Linked DNA regions of Mus musculus: region 1 is linked to region 2. A link is a contact called in public HiChIP or PLAC-seq data. All regions are on one chromosome and are shown on one strand. The core of a region is the stretch at or near the end of the contact, and the rest is flanking DNA. Distances in the headings are between cores, read along the strand shown. Region 1 has its middle 21 kb from the start of Gm40217. Region 2 overlaps Plpp3 (phospholipid phosphatase 3).

What was found. HiChIP or PLAC-seq counts read pairs in DNA pulled down with a chosen protein or histone mark.
Region 1: an H3K27ac HiChIP or PLAC-seq map of embryonic stem cells shows a contact between it and region 2, with 22 read pairs. The contact joins two enhancer-like sites. A contact is called at or near these places in 2 of 15 datasets of contacts at CTCF or cohesin (large pre-B cells and pro-B cells), 5 of 484 Hi-C or Micro-C datasets (bone marrow-derived macrophages, cardiac endothelial cells, liver and 1 more) and 7 of 115 datasets of contacts at active chromatin or transcription factors (embryonic stem cells and pancreatic cancer cells).

The regions. Positions count from the first base shown.
Region 1 is chr4:105,295,228-105,301,118 of GRCm38.p6, reverse strand. No RefSeq gene overlaps it. Among named protein-coding and RNA genes, the nearest start is that of Gm40217, 21 kb to the left of the region's middle. Within about 2 kb of position 1,573, at least 4 of the 459 cell types and tissues checked have an H3K27ac peak or open chromatin away from gene starts, as enhancers often do. A contact at or near this core is called in embryonic stem cells, where this site is marked.
Region 2 is chr4:105,194,842-105,200,746 of GRCm38.p6, reverse strand. Plpp3 (phospholipid phosphatase 3) reads right to left here. Exons shown (of 6, transcript NM_080555.2): 2 at 5,787-5,905. Among named protein-coding and RNA genes, the nearest start is that of Plpp3, 40 kb to the right of the region's middle. Within about 2 kb of position 4,081, at least 21 of the 459 cell types and tissues checked have an H3K27ac peak or open chromatin away from gene starts, as enhancers often do. A contact at or near this core is called in embryonic stem cells, where this site is marked.

The DNA.
Region 1 (5,891 bases), core at 324-2,823, 100 kb before region 2:
TACCTTCTATTCAGTCTTTGGGAACCCTGGGAACTACTGACCCTTTTATTGTGGCTGTGGTGCTCCTGTTTCTAGAACATGTGTGGGGGTTATATGGTATGTGGCCATTTCAGATAAGATTCCCTTATTTAGCAACATGTACTATAATCTAGCTTTGTCTTTTCATAACTTGATAGTTTCTTGGTTTTCAAAAATCATGAAATATGCTGGGTGATGGTGGTACATGTCTTTAATCCCAGCACTTGGGAGGCAGAGGCAGGAGGATCTCTTGAGTTCAAGGACAACCTGGTCTGCAGAGCTAGTTCCAGGACAGCCAAGGCTAAAATGAAGAAACCCTGTCATGGAGGGAAAAAAATCATGAGATAATATTCCATCTTACATACATGCCACAATTTGTCTAGTTGTTTGCTTATTGCAGGACATTGTGTGGCTATGAATTTCCCATGCCTTAATTATGCAAGTAAGATGATAGTGTGTGGTTTTCTTCAGGCCTGTTTTAAACCAGTTGAGACATATCTGCAAATACAATCGCTACATTACATGATGAGAGTATATTTAAATAGTTTTGTAAGAAATGACCATGCTTTTCTTCATAGCTAAACATTAGAAGCACAACTTTCATTCACAAGCAGTGCCTGAAACTCTCCTTTCACACTGGGTTGGGCTTCTAACAGTTGCAGGGTAATAATACCTCATGGTCTTGATATCTTGTAACTCCCTGATGACAAATAACTTTGTTCCTCTATCCACACAAGCATTTGCCTTTCTAGTATCTCATTTGATAAGGCCTCTATTTAGATTAAATTGTTTTCTTATCATTGAGTTCACAAGCTCTGTGTATACTTTGAATATAACTCCTTTATCAGACATGTGTTTTGTAAATATTTTCTCCCGTCCTGTGACTAGTCTTCAGGCCATCTTAATAGCATCTTTCAGAGAGGAGGCTTAATTGCAGTGAGCAACCTCTCCTCCCACAGGTGATGCCGCCTTTGATGTACCTCAGAGCTCATCACCAAACCGAGGGGCTCTAAATATGGCTGGCCTCTTACACAACCACTGAATCACTGCTCTTAAAGGGGGAGGACATTATCTTCATTTTATAAGAGAAAGTTGTCTACCACATTGTTTCCCTCTCAAGTATCTTTAAACATGCAAAAGGCACCAGAAGAAAAGAGGTAGTCAACAGTAGCCTAAGACAGAGCCTGACTATCCAAGAGCATAGCTGTATTTGCTGTAATGAGACTATCAAGTTGTCATTTCTGAAGTACACAGTCAGCCCTCCACTTACCAATACCATCACACTATCAGCATTTCCCCCAACCACTATTGCTGCCACCACCAGAACGAACACACACACACACACACACACACACACACACACACACACACACCACTAGTGCTCTGACAAAGCAGGTGCCTTATTAGCGAATGTCCTGTTTTTAATTGGTTGATGTCACTTCACCCAGAACAGTGACATGCTTCACCAGGGACTTTGGAGCCCCAGTTTGGGGAGTAAACCAGACTGTCTGCAAGGAAGGTCAGGCTTAAGTGCCTCACCAATGTCACACAGCTAACAAGTGCCAGGATCTGTCAGGAATGAGGTACTCTGTAGCCAGTGACCCAGAGAGGTCTGGAGGCTCAGTGACGGTGCCAGGGCCCTTGGCAAAGACATCCCCATGCTCAGGATGACAATGCCATTTAAAGAGCTAACCCTCGGCAGAGTGAAAAAGAAGGTGAGGGTCCGGGACCCGCCGAACTTAGGAAATTAGTCTGAACAGGTGAGAGGGTGCGCCAGAGAACCTGACAGCTTCTGGAACAGGCGGAAGCACAGAGGCGCTGAGGCAGCACCCTGCGTGGGCCGGGGACAGCCGGCCACCTTCCGGACCAGAGGACAGGTGCCCACCCGGCTGGGGAGGCGGCCTAAGCCACAGCAGCAGCGGTCGCCATCTTGGTCCGGGACCCGCCGAACTTAGGAAATTAGTCTGAACAGGTGAGAGGGTGCGCCAGAGAACCTGACAGCTTCTGGAACAGGCAGAAGCACAGAGGCGCTGAGGCAGCACCCTGTGTGGGCCGGGGACAGCCGGCCACCTTCCGGACCGGAGGACAGGTGCCCGCCCGGCTGGGGAGGCGACCTAAGCCACAGCAGCAGCGGTCGCCATCTTGGTCCGGGACCCGCCGAACTTAGGAAATTAGTCTGAACAGGTGAGAGGGTGCGCCAGAGAACCTGACAGCTTCTGGAACAGGCGGAAGCACAGAGGCGCTGAGGCAGCACCCTGCGTGGGCTGGGGACAGCCGGCCACCTTCCGGACCAGAGGACAGGTGCCCACCCGGCTGGGGAGGCGGCCTAAGCCACAGCAGCAGCGGTCGCCATCTTGGTCCGAGACCCGCCGAACTTAGGAAATTAGTCTGAACAGGTGAGAGGGTGCGCCAGAGAACCTGACAGCTTCTGGAACAGGCAGAAGCACAGAGGCGCTGAGGCAGCACCCTGTGTGGGCCGGGGACAGCCGGCCACCTTCCGGACCAGAGGACAGGTGCCCGCCCGGCTGGGGAGGCAACCTAAGCCACAGCAGCAGCGGTCGCCATCTTGGTCCCGGGACTCCAAGGAACTTAGGAATTTAGTCTGCTTAGGTGAGAGTCTGTACCACCTGGGAACTGCCAAAGCAACACAGTGTCTGAGAAAGGTCCTGTTTTGGGCCTTCTTCTTCGGCCAGGAGGAGGTCCAAATACAAGATATCTGCGCACCTTCCCTGTAAGAGAGCTTGCCAGCAGAGAGTGCTCTGAGCACTGAAACTCAGAGGAGAGAATCTGTCTCCCAGGTCTGCTGATAGACGGTAACAGAATCACCAGAAGAACAATCTCTAAACAGAGTCAACTATAACTACTAACTCCAGAGATTACCAGATGGCGAAAGGTAAACGGAGGAATCTTACTAACAGGAACCAAGACCACTCACCATCACCAGAACCCAGCACACCCACTTCGCCCAGTCCAGGGAACCCCAACACACCTGAGAACCTAGACCTAGATTTAAAAGCATATCTCATGATGATGGTAGAGGACATCAAGAAGGACTTTAATAAATCACTTAAAGAAATACAGGAGAACACTGCTAAAGAGTTACAAGTCCTTAAAGAAAAACAGGAAAACACAATCAAACAGGTAGAAGTCCTTACAGAAAAAGAGGAAAAAACATACAAACAGGTGATGGAAATGAACAAAACCATACTAGACCTAAAAAGGGAAGTAGACACAATAAAGAAAACTCAAAGCGAGGCAACACTAGAGATAGAAACCCTAGGAAAGAAATCTGGAACCATAGATTTGAGCATCAGCAACAGAATACAAGAGATGGAAGAGAGAATCTCAGGTGCAGAAGATTCCATAGAGAACATCGGCACAACAATCAAAGAAAATGGAAAATGCAAAAAGATCCTAACTCAAAATATCCAGGAAATCCAGGACACAATAAGAAGACCAAACGTACGGATAATAGGAGTGGATGAGAATGAAGATTTTCAACTCAAAGGTCCAGCAAACATCTTCAACAAAATTATTGAAGAAAACTTCCCAAATCTAAAGAATGAGATGCATATGAACATACAAGAAGCCTACAGAACTCCAAATAGACTGGACCAGAAAAGAAATTCCTCCCGACACATAATAATCAGAACATCAAATGCACTAAATAAAGATAGAATACTAAAAGCAGTAAGGGAAAAAGGTCAAGTAACATATAAAGGCAAGCCTATCAGAATTACACCAGATTTTTCACCAGAGACTATGAAAGCCAGAAGAGCCTGGACAGATGTTATACAGACACTAAGAGAACACAAACTGCAGCCCAGGCTACTATACCCAGCCAAACTCTCAATTATCATAGAGGGAGAAACCAAAGTATTCCACGACAAAACCAAATTCACGCATTATCTCTCCACGAATCCAGCCCTTCAAAGGATAATAACAGAAAAAAACCAATACAAGAACGGGAACAACGCCCTAGAAAAAACAAGAAGGTAATCCCTCAACAAACCTAAAAGAAGACAGCCACAAGAACAGAATGCCACCTTTAACAACTAAAATAACAGGAAGCAACAATTACTTTTCCTTAATATCTCTTAACATCAATGGTCTCAACTCGCCAATAAAAAGACATAGACTAACAAACTGGCTACACAAACAAGACCCAACATTTTGCTGCTTACAGGAAACTCATCTCAGAGAAAAAGATAGACACTACCTCAGAATGAAAGGCTGGAAAACAATTTTCCAAGCAAATGGTATGAAGAAACAAGCAGGAGTAGCCATCCTAATATCTGATAAGATTGACTTCCAACCCAAAGTCATCAAAAAAGACAAGGAGGGACACTTCATTCTCATCAAAGGTAAAATCCTCCAAGAGGAACTCTCAATTCTGAATATCTATGCTCCAAATACAAGAGCAGCCACATTCACTAAAGAAACTTTAGTAAAGCTCAAAGCACACATTGCGCCTCACACAATAATAGTGGGAGACTTCAACACACCACTTTCACCAATGGACAGATCATGGAAACAGAAACTAAACAGGGACACACTGAAACTAACAGAAGTGATGAAACAAATGGATCTGACAGATATCTACAGAACATTTTTCCCTAAAACAAAAGGATATACCTTCTTCTCAGCACCTCATGGTACCTTCTCCAAAATTGACCACATAATAGGTCACAAATCAGGCCTCAACAGATTCAAAAATATTGAAATTGTCCCATGTATCCTATCAGATCACCATGCACTAAGGCTGATCTTCAATAACAAAATAAATAACAGAAAGCCAACATTCACATGGAAACTGAACAACACTCTTCTCAATGATACCTTGGTCAAGGAAGGAATAAAGAAAGAAATTAAAGACTTTTTAGAGTTTAATGAAAATGAAGCCACAACGTACCCAAACCTTTGGGACACAATGAAAGCATTTCTAAGAGGGAAACTCATAGCTATGAGTGCCTTCAAGAAGAAACGGGAGAGAGCACATACTAGCAGCTTGACAACACATCTAAAAGCTCTAGAAAAAAAGGAAGCAAATTCACCCAAGAGGAGTAGACGGCAGGAAATAATCAAACTCAGGGGTGAAATCAACCAAGTGGAAACAAGAAGAACTATTCAAAGAATTAACCAAACGAGGAGTTGGTTCTTTGAGAAAATCAACAAGATAGATAAACCCTTAGCTAGACTCACTAAAGGGCACAGGGACAAAATCCTAATTAACAAAATCAGAAATGAAAAGGGAGACATAACAACAGATCCTGAAGAAATCCAAAACACCATCAGATCCTTCTACAAAAGGCTATACTCAACAAAACTGGAAAACCTGGACGAAATGGACAAATTTCTGGACAGATACCAGGTACCAAAGTTGAATCAGGATCAAGTTGACCTTCTAAACAGTCCCATATCCCCTAAAGAAATAGAAGCAGTTATTAATAGTCTCCCAGCCAAAAAAAGCCCAGGACCAGACGGGTTTAGTGCAGAGTTCTATCAGACCTTCAAAGAAGATCTAACTCCAGTTCTGCACAAACTTTTTCACAAGATAGAAGTAGAAGGTATTCTACCCAACTCATTTTATGAAGCCACTATTACTCTGATACCTAAACCACAGAAAGATCCAACAAAGATAGAGAACTTCAGACCAATTTCTCTTATGAACATCGATGCAAAAATCCTTAATAAAATTCTCGCTAACCGAATCCAAGAACACATTAAAGCAATCATCCATCCTGACCAAGTAGGTTTTATTCCAGGGATGCAGGGATGGTTTAATATACGAAAATCCATCAATGTAATCCATTATATAAACAAACTCAAAGACAAAAACCACATGATCATCTCGTTAGATGCAGAAAAAGCAT
Region 2 (5,905 bases), core at 2,832-5,331:
TTCTTCTTGTCTCTTCAGTAAGAAATTTGCATGTGGCACAGAGCACGCTCCCATGTTCCACACGGAGCATATTTGAGACTTTTGGGAAATAAACAAGATCCTTGGGCATCTCAGGACCAATGCTTTTGATTTTCTGTCCATGATTGAAAGCATACTTGGTCATTTTTATACATTTATACAAAGTTCCATAGTCTGAGTCTTGAACTAACAATATTAGGTCATATTGAATCAATCCCTACCTTGTGCAGCTAATAGAACATGAATGTTGTAAACAGGAGAAACCAGCACACTAACTACTGGACTAGAGGTAGGCAGACTGGGCGTTCTCAGGGATTTTTGGAAGGTAGGGGAGGAGGAAGCCAAAAGGATGCTTCCTAGTGATAGCTGCTTGAGGTTTTTACTCAGTGCCTCTCGTTCCATCAGAGGAGAAGACCTGGCATCGGTCTCCCAGGAAACCTGTCACCCAGCAGGAGGGACCAAAGCTAGACAGGAATCCCACTACAAGGCAATGAGTAGCGAAGGCACTGTTGACTTGTTTGAGATGGGGCACTTGTTGGCTGTCCCCTGAAACAGTGTGCACTTCACCATCAATACCCCACCCCTGGTACACTAGAGGCCTGCTAAATAGCTGTGGAAGAGGGGCAGATTTGCAGAGGCCAGCAGAGGTGTTCCGACTTTGAAAGCCTTGGTTGTAGGATCAAGCCGATTGCCCTGACTTAGCTAGTTACATGGAAGTCACTGATTATCCTTAGCCTCAGTTGTCTCGGCTCTTAATGTTCATTCTCCCAGGATGACTACCAGGGGCCAATAAGAGAATACACAAAGAAAAGCTACCCCACAGACAACATAGCACTGCAGAAAAGAAAGCGTGGGGGCTGGTGAGATGGCTCAGTGGTTAAGAGCACTGACTGCTCTTCCAAAGGTTCAAATCCCAGCAACCACATGGTGGCTCACAACCATCTGTAACGAAATATGACTCCCTCTTCTGGTGTGTCTGAAGACAGCTACAGTGTACTTACATATAATAAATAAATAAATCTTTAAAAAAAAAAAAGAAAAAGAAAGCGTGGATCACAGTGGTCACACATGGGAGAGCACTTGATGTAAAGGCCAAAATAAGCCCAGGGAGATAATGACTGGCTATCTCACTTTTACAGCCAGATGGTGCGGTGCCAAAGTCAGAGTTTCTTTGGGACGAATACTTTTGCACAGCTGGGTCTCCCAGGGGAAGTAGCTTGCTTAAGGCCTGTAGGGAAGGGAGGATGACCTATGACATTCCCGTGCGTCGATTCCTAGATAAAAACAATCTATGTGAACCCATTTTGGGATGTGGGCTTGGCAAGCACCGAGCCTATGATTATTGAACAGAACAATGAACATTCTGAGGCCGTATTAAGACCCTTCCCCATGTTATACTTGATTGGGCAGTGCAAGGCGCAGCTGAAGGAGAGAAAGCTAGATAGGACATGGGGTTTTTCTGGTTGCTCCTACCCTGGCTTCTGCTAGAGTCATTAAGCCTTTTTAAGGCAGGGTAGCGACTGTTGCTGTGCGGACCTGGAAGGAATTCTTATTATGCTATAATTCCAGAATCTGATACACATCTGAAAAAGAGGTCAAAATGACGAGAGTTTTTCCATAGCTTCTGCCTCAGAAAGGTGTCTGCTTTCTCTACAACCTCTGACAACTTGCATCTCGAAATCACCCTGATCTCCTCCTCCACCACCATTCCATTCCTCTGTGTGGCATCTGGGCAGACTGGATCAAGGGCATCCAAAGCAGTCAAGGCTTCTCTTACGGTTTGCAACAGACCTGACATTGAGCAGCAGGTCCAGGGCGGTTACGCAGCAAGCTGATTTTTCAGTTCTGCAACCTGCTCCCTTGGCATGACTGTCCCTCAGGCTCTCTGGTCACAAGTCCGATGCTTAGTGAAGACATCCAGGCTCATGGGGCAGTCAAGCTGGGAGAGTGGGCAATGCAGCCTGCTGCTGCTGTCTGCAGCTTGTATAGCTTTTCCAGAACTGATCATACTGATCAAAGCCAGTTACTCATCTGCCTCTGAGGTCTTCACGGAACTTTTCTCCAGGAGCACTCTTGGCATGACGGCAAGCAAGCAGGCAGGCAGGCAGGCTAGCAGACCACGATAGGTGATAGGAGCACATATGTCATATGTGCCTCTGGCTTAAATGCATTGGCAGCTGGAGCAGAAGGTAGAAGTCCTATTGCAAAGAGGACTGAGAAGCAAGTGGCCTCAGATCTAATTAGTGACACGAAGAGAGTGGGAATTCTTTTCCAGACTCCATCTTGGTTAAGTCATGTCACCACACTTTGAAACTGTGTCCTCATTTGTAATAAAGGCAGCTAACATTTATTGGGTAAACTTTACTATGTCTGGCATTGAGTTACTCTGAGTGTGTGTGTGTATGCACACACTGATCTCATTTCAAAACCTTAGCAAACATGACTACTTACAAACTCTTTCCATTTAACAGATGAATCTACTGAGGCACATCAACTTGCAACCTGCCCCGCAGCAGAGGAGCTCGGATGTGAACCAGAGCTTATACCCTTATGTAGCTCTTGGTGTTTCTTTAAGGGTGACCTTTATCATCACTCTCCATGTTTCCCTTGAACACAGTAGCTCTTGACCAGGACAGCTGTTATTGCTATGTATTTTTTCTTCTAGAATTTTTTTTACATTATAATTTTACTACTGGCAGAGGAGTTTTGCAACATATACCACATTGACCAGGCCAAAGGAAAACTTTCTGGGGTTGATTCTTTGCTTCAACCTTTAGGTGGGTCCCAGGAATCAAATTCACATTGCTCAGCAAGCCCTTCCACTTGCTGACCCATCTCATCTGCCCTGCTGTGTGCGCTGTGCATCTTTCTTGGTGTATCATCTCATCTGCCCTGCTGTGTGCGCTGTGCATCTTTCTTGGTATATCTCTGAACCATACAATGGCTTGATTGAAATCTATTTTTGCTTATTACCATTGCTTATCCTCTATTGAAGAGCCCAGCACAGGACTGTTTCAAGAAAAGCTAGGTATCTAGGGAAAACATCAAGGTGACATTAGTAAAGGGACAGGATAAGGAAACACCCAAGAGCAGGTGTGAAAAGAAACTAAGAATGTTGGAAGCTCTGGAGGAGGCATTCAGCAGGAGCAGACCTGCTAAGCGGGACTGGGACTTAGACAGGAAGGACGGAACAGCCGCCAGACAAGTTGCTTTAACATTTCCCTTGCCCATCCTGGGGCCTGGGAGAAGCCAGGGGCTGCGTCTATGTACAAGGCAGTGCACACTTCATCTAGAGAACTTTACAGGTGTTTGACTTTAGTGACAATCCTTTTGAGGAACTGTGAATACTGCCTTGATTTTATAGATAAGGAAACTGAGGGTTGCTGATAGCAATCTTTCACTTGATTCACATCGGAAAGATGTTTAATTCACTTTCTACTGCCAGCAACCCCGTGACACTCTGGGGATAACACCTGGTAGAAGGCCTGAACAGCATGTGATGTACCTGTCCTGGACCTGTTCTTATCACAAGACTCCTGGATTATAGCGTGCTCTCTCAAAGCATTCAATTAGCCAATCCCCGGGCTGTCACGAACACCTGTTCAAACCCCAGCAAGAGAGACTCTGTAATTATCTGCCTTCCACAACAAATGCCCTTTTCAGGAAAAGCCATTCTTCCAGGAGAACTCACTCCCACAACCATCAATTTGGAGCAATAGTAAATTGGACCTTTTATTTTTCAGCTTTTGAACAGAGATCCTTAGTGCACCCTCCCAAGCGACTAGTCTGCCAAATGGGCTGGGTTTTTTAAATTTTTTTTTTTAATTTTTAAAGATTGGAAAGAATTCTACAAGCTCTCCTTGCTATTGCTCAAATTCAAACTGTTGATTGTGTGCCTGGCTTATGGTGTGGGCATGGGTGTGTGTGTGTGTGTGAGAGAGAGAGAGAGAGAGAGAGAGACCAAAAGCGCGCGCGGGGGGGGGGGGGGGTGTTCAGAGTTTATAACCAGAACTGCAAGTCACAAGAAAAACTTGTGTTACCAGTATCTTACCTGTCACAACTCAAACCAGGCCAGATAAGCTAACTGCCTATTCTATGGAGCAGTTCATCTAGAAAGGTTAGCCATTCTGAAATGTATGTCTGAAAGCCCAGAAAGGGGCTTTGAAATCTACCAGGCACAGTGAACCCCAGGTCTTATTAACTATAGACTCTGAGTTTGTCTGTTATTGAATCACTCTGGGCTATAGATTTTTCTGTCTGCACAATGGGAATAGCAGCCCAAAATGCCACCTCCAAGCTAAGTGCCACAGGAGAGCCATTTGAGGATCTACGCGGTTCATGCAGATGTGTAGCCTCTCCTTTTCACCCCACTGCAGGAGTTCAAGGGCAGAGAACGAACACAGACAACGCTGGAGGCGTAGACAGTTGTAAACATGTAAAACTCACAAATCATTCTGCAGGCTTTCAAAGAATGACCCTCCCCGTCCCGACTCAAAAGGACAGATGCACTAAAAGAGGGTAGGGCCCAGGTGGGTCACACCCAAATTCCCAGGAGTTAGTTAGTACTGCTGGAAAGAATTCTGGAGCTGGTCACAGTTCTTGTGCGGCACGTTTCTGCAGTGCTGTTCATGGGGGCTTCCTTAAGGGAAGCATATGACAGCTGGACTTTATACGTACACCCTAGTGACCTGTTCAGCGATTAAGAGTTTTAATAGAGTTTTTAATAATTCGGCAATTAGTATTTTAATACTCACTGTGCTGCTAGTTCTATGTTAACGTGACACAAGCTAGAGTCATTTGAGAAAAGGAAACCTCTACGGGCCTGTGGGCACGCTGCCTGTGGGGCACTTTATAAATTGATGATTACATGTGGGGGGGCTCGGCTCACTATGAGCAGTGCTACCACTGGGCTGGCGGTCCTAGGTGCTAAAAGCAAGCAAGCTGAACAAGCCAGCAAGCAGCATTTCTTCATGGCCTCTGCTTCAGTTTCTGCCTCCAGGTTTCTGCTCTGACTTTCCTGGATACTGGACTGCTACCTGGAAATGTAAACTGAAATTAACCCTTTCCTCCCCAAGTTGCTTTTGGTCATGGTGTTTTCCACAGCAAATAGACCCTCTAGGTCTTTCATACTCTATTGTGATGTCGTGAAAACAACCTGCATGCTTCGTTATAAAAGATGCGGGCTTGCTAAGCAAAGGGTGGGGTCCGGATCAAATGCTCGGAATTCCAAGTCCTATTTATCTTACCGCCATAGCCTTGGGGCCAGAAAACTAAACAGTAGGCAGGAAAATGGCAAGGACATTCATTGCCACTGCTACAGCAGCTCAGCAAAGGCGAGGCAAGACCACAGAAAACACCTTGACCAGAGGGCAAGGATGGCTCTCAGCCTTCTAGCACAGTGACTTAGAGATCAGACGGTGACGTAAGGGATGTCTCTGCACTAATCTCAACTCTACCACTTAGATTAACTAAGTCTTACTCTATGGACATTAGAAGAGAAAAACCAATTATCTAAACTCCACGAGGTTGTTGTGACGATAACACATATTAAATAGTACAGAAAGACGTTGCTAAATGTTCATACGTTTATCTCCCAGTAGATGTGGACTATTGGAAATAGTATTAACTGCAAGAGACAAAACAATACTGAAGCTCTCTTTGGTGGCCATCTCTTTTGGCTGGCTGCAAACGTCAGTTGGCTTGGATATTTTGCCGTACAACACAGGAGGAAGTCCGGATCAGTATGGCAGAGGCAAGGGGACACTTACCGCCAGGATGGCGATGACGATCCCCACCGCACAGAGCACAGCATCGTTTATAGTCTCACTGACTTTCAGGGGATACTTGATGCTCTCGTCATTGCAGTAAAACCCTCGACGGTAAGGCT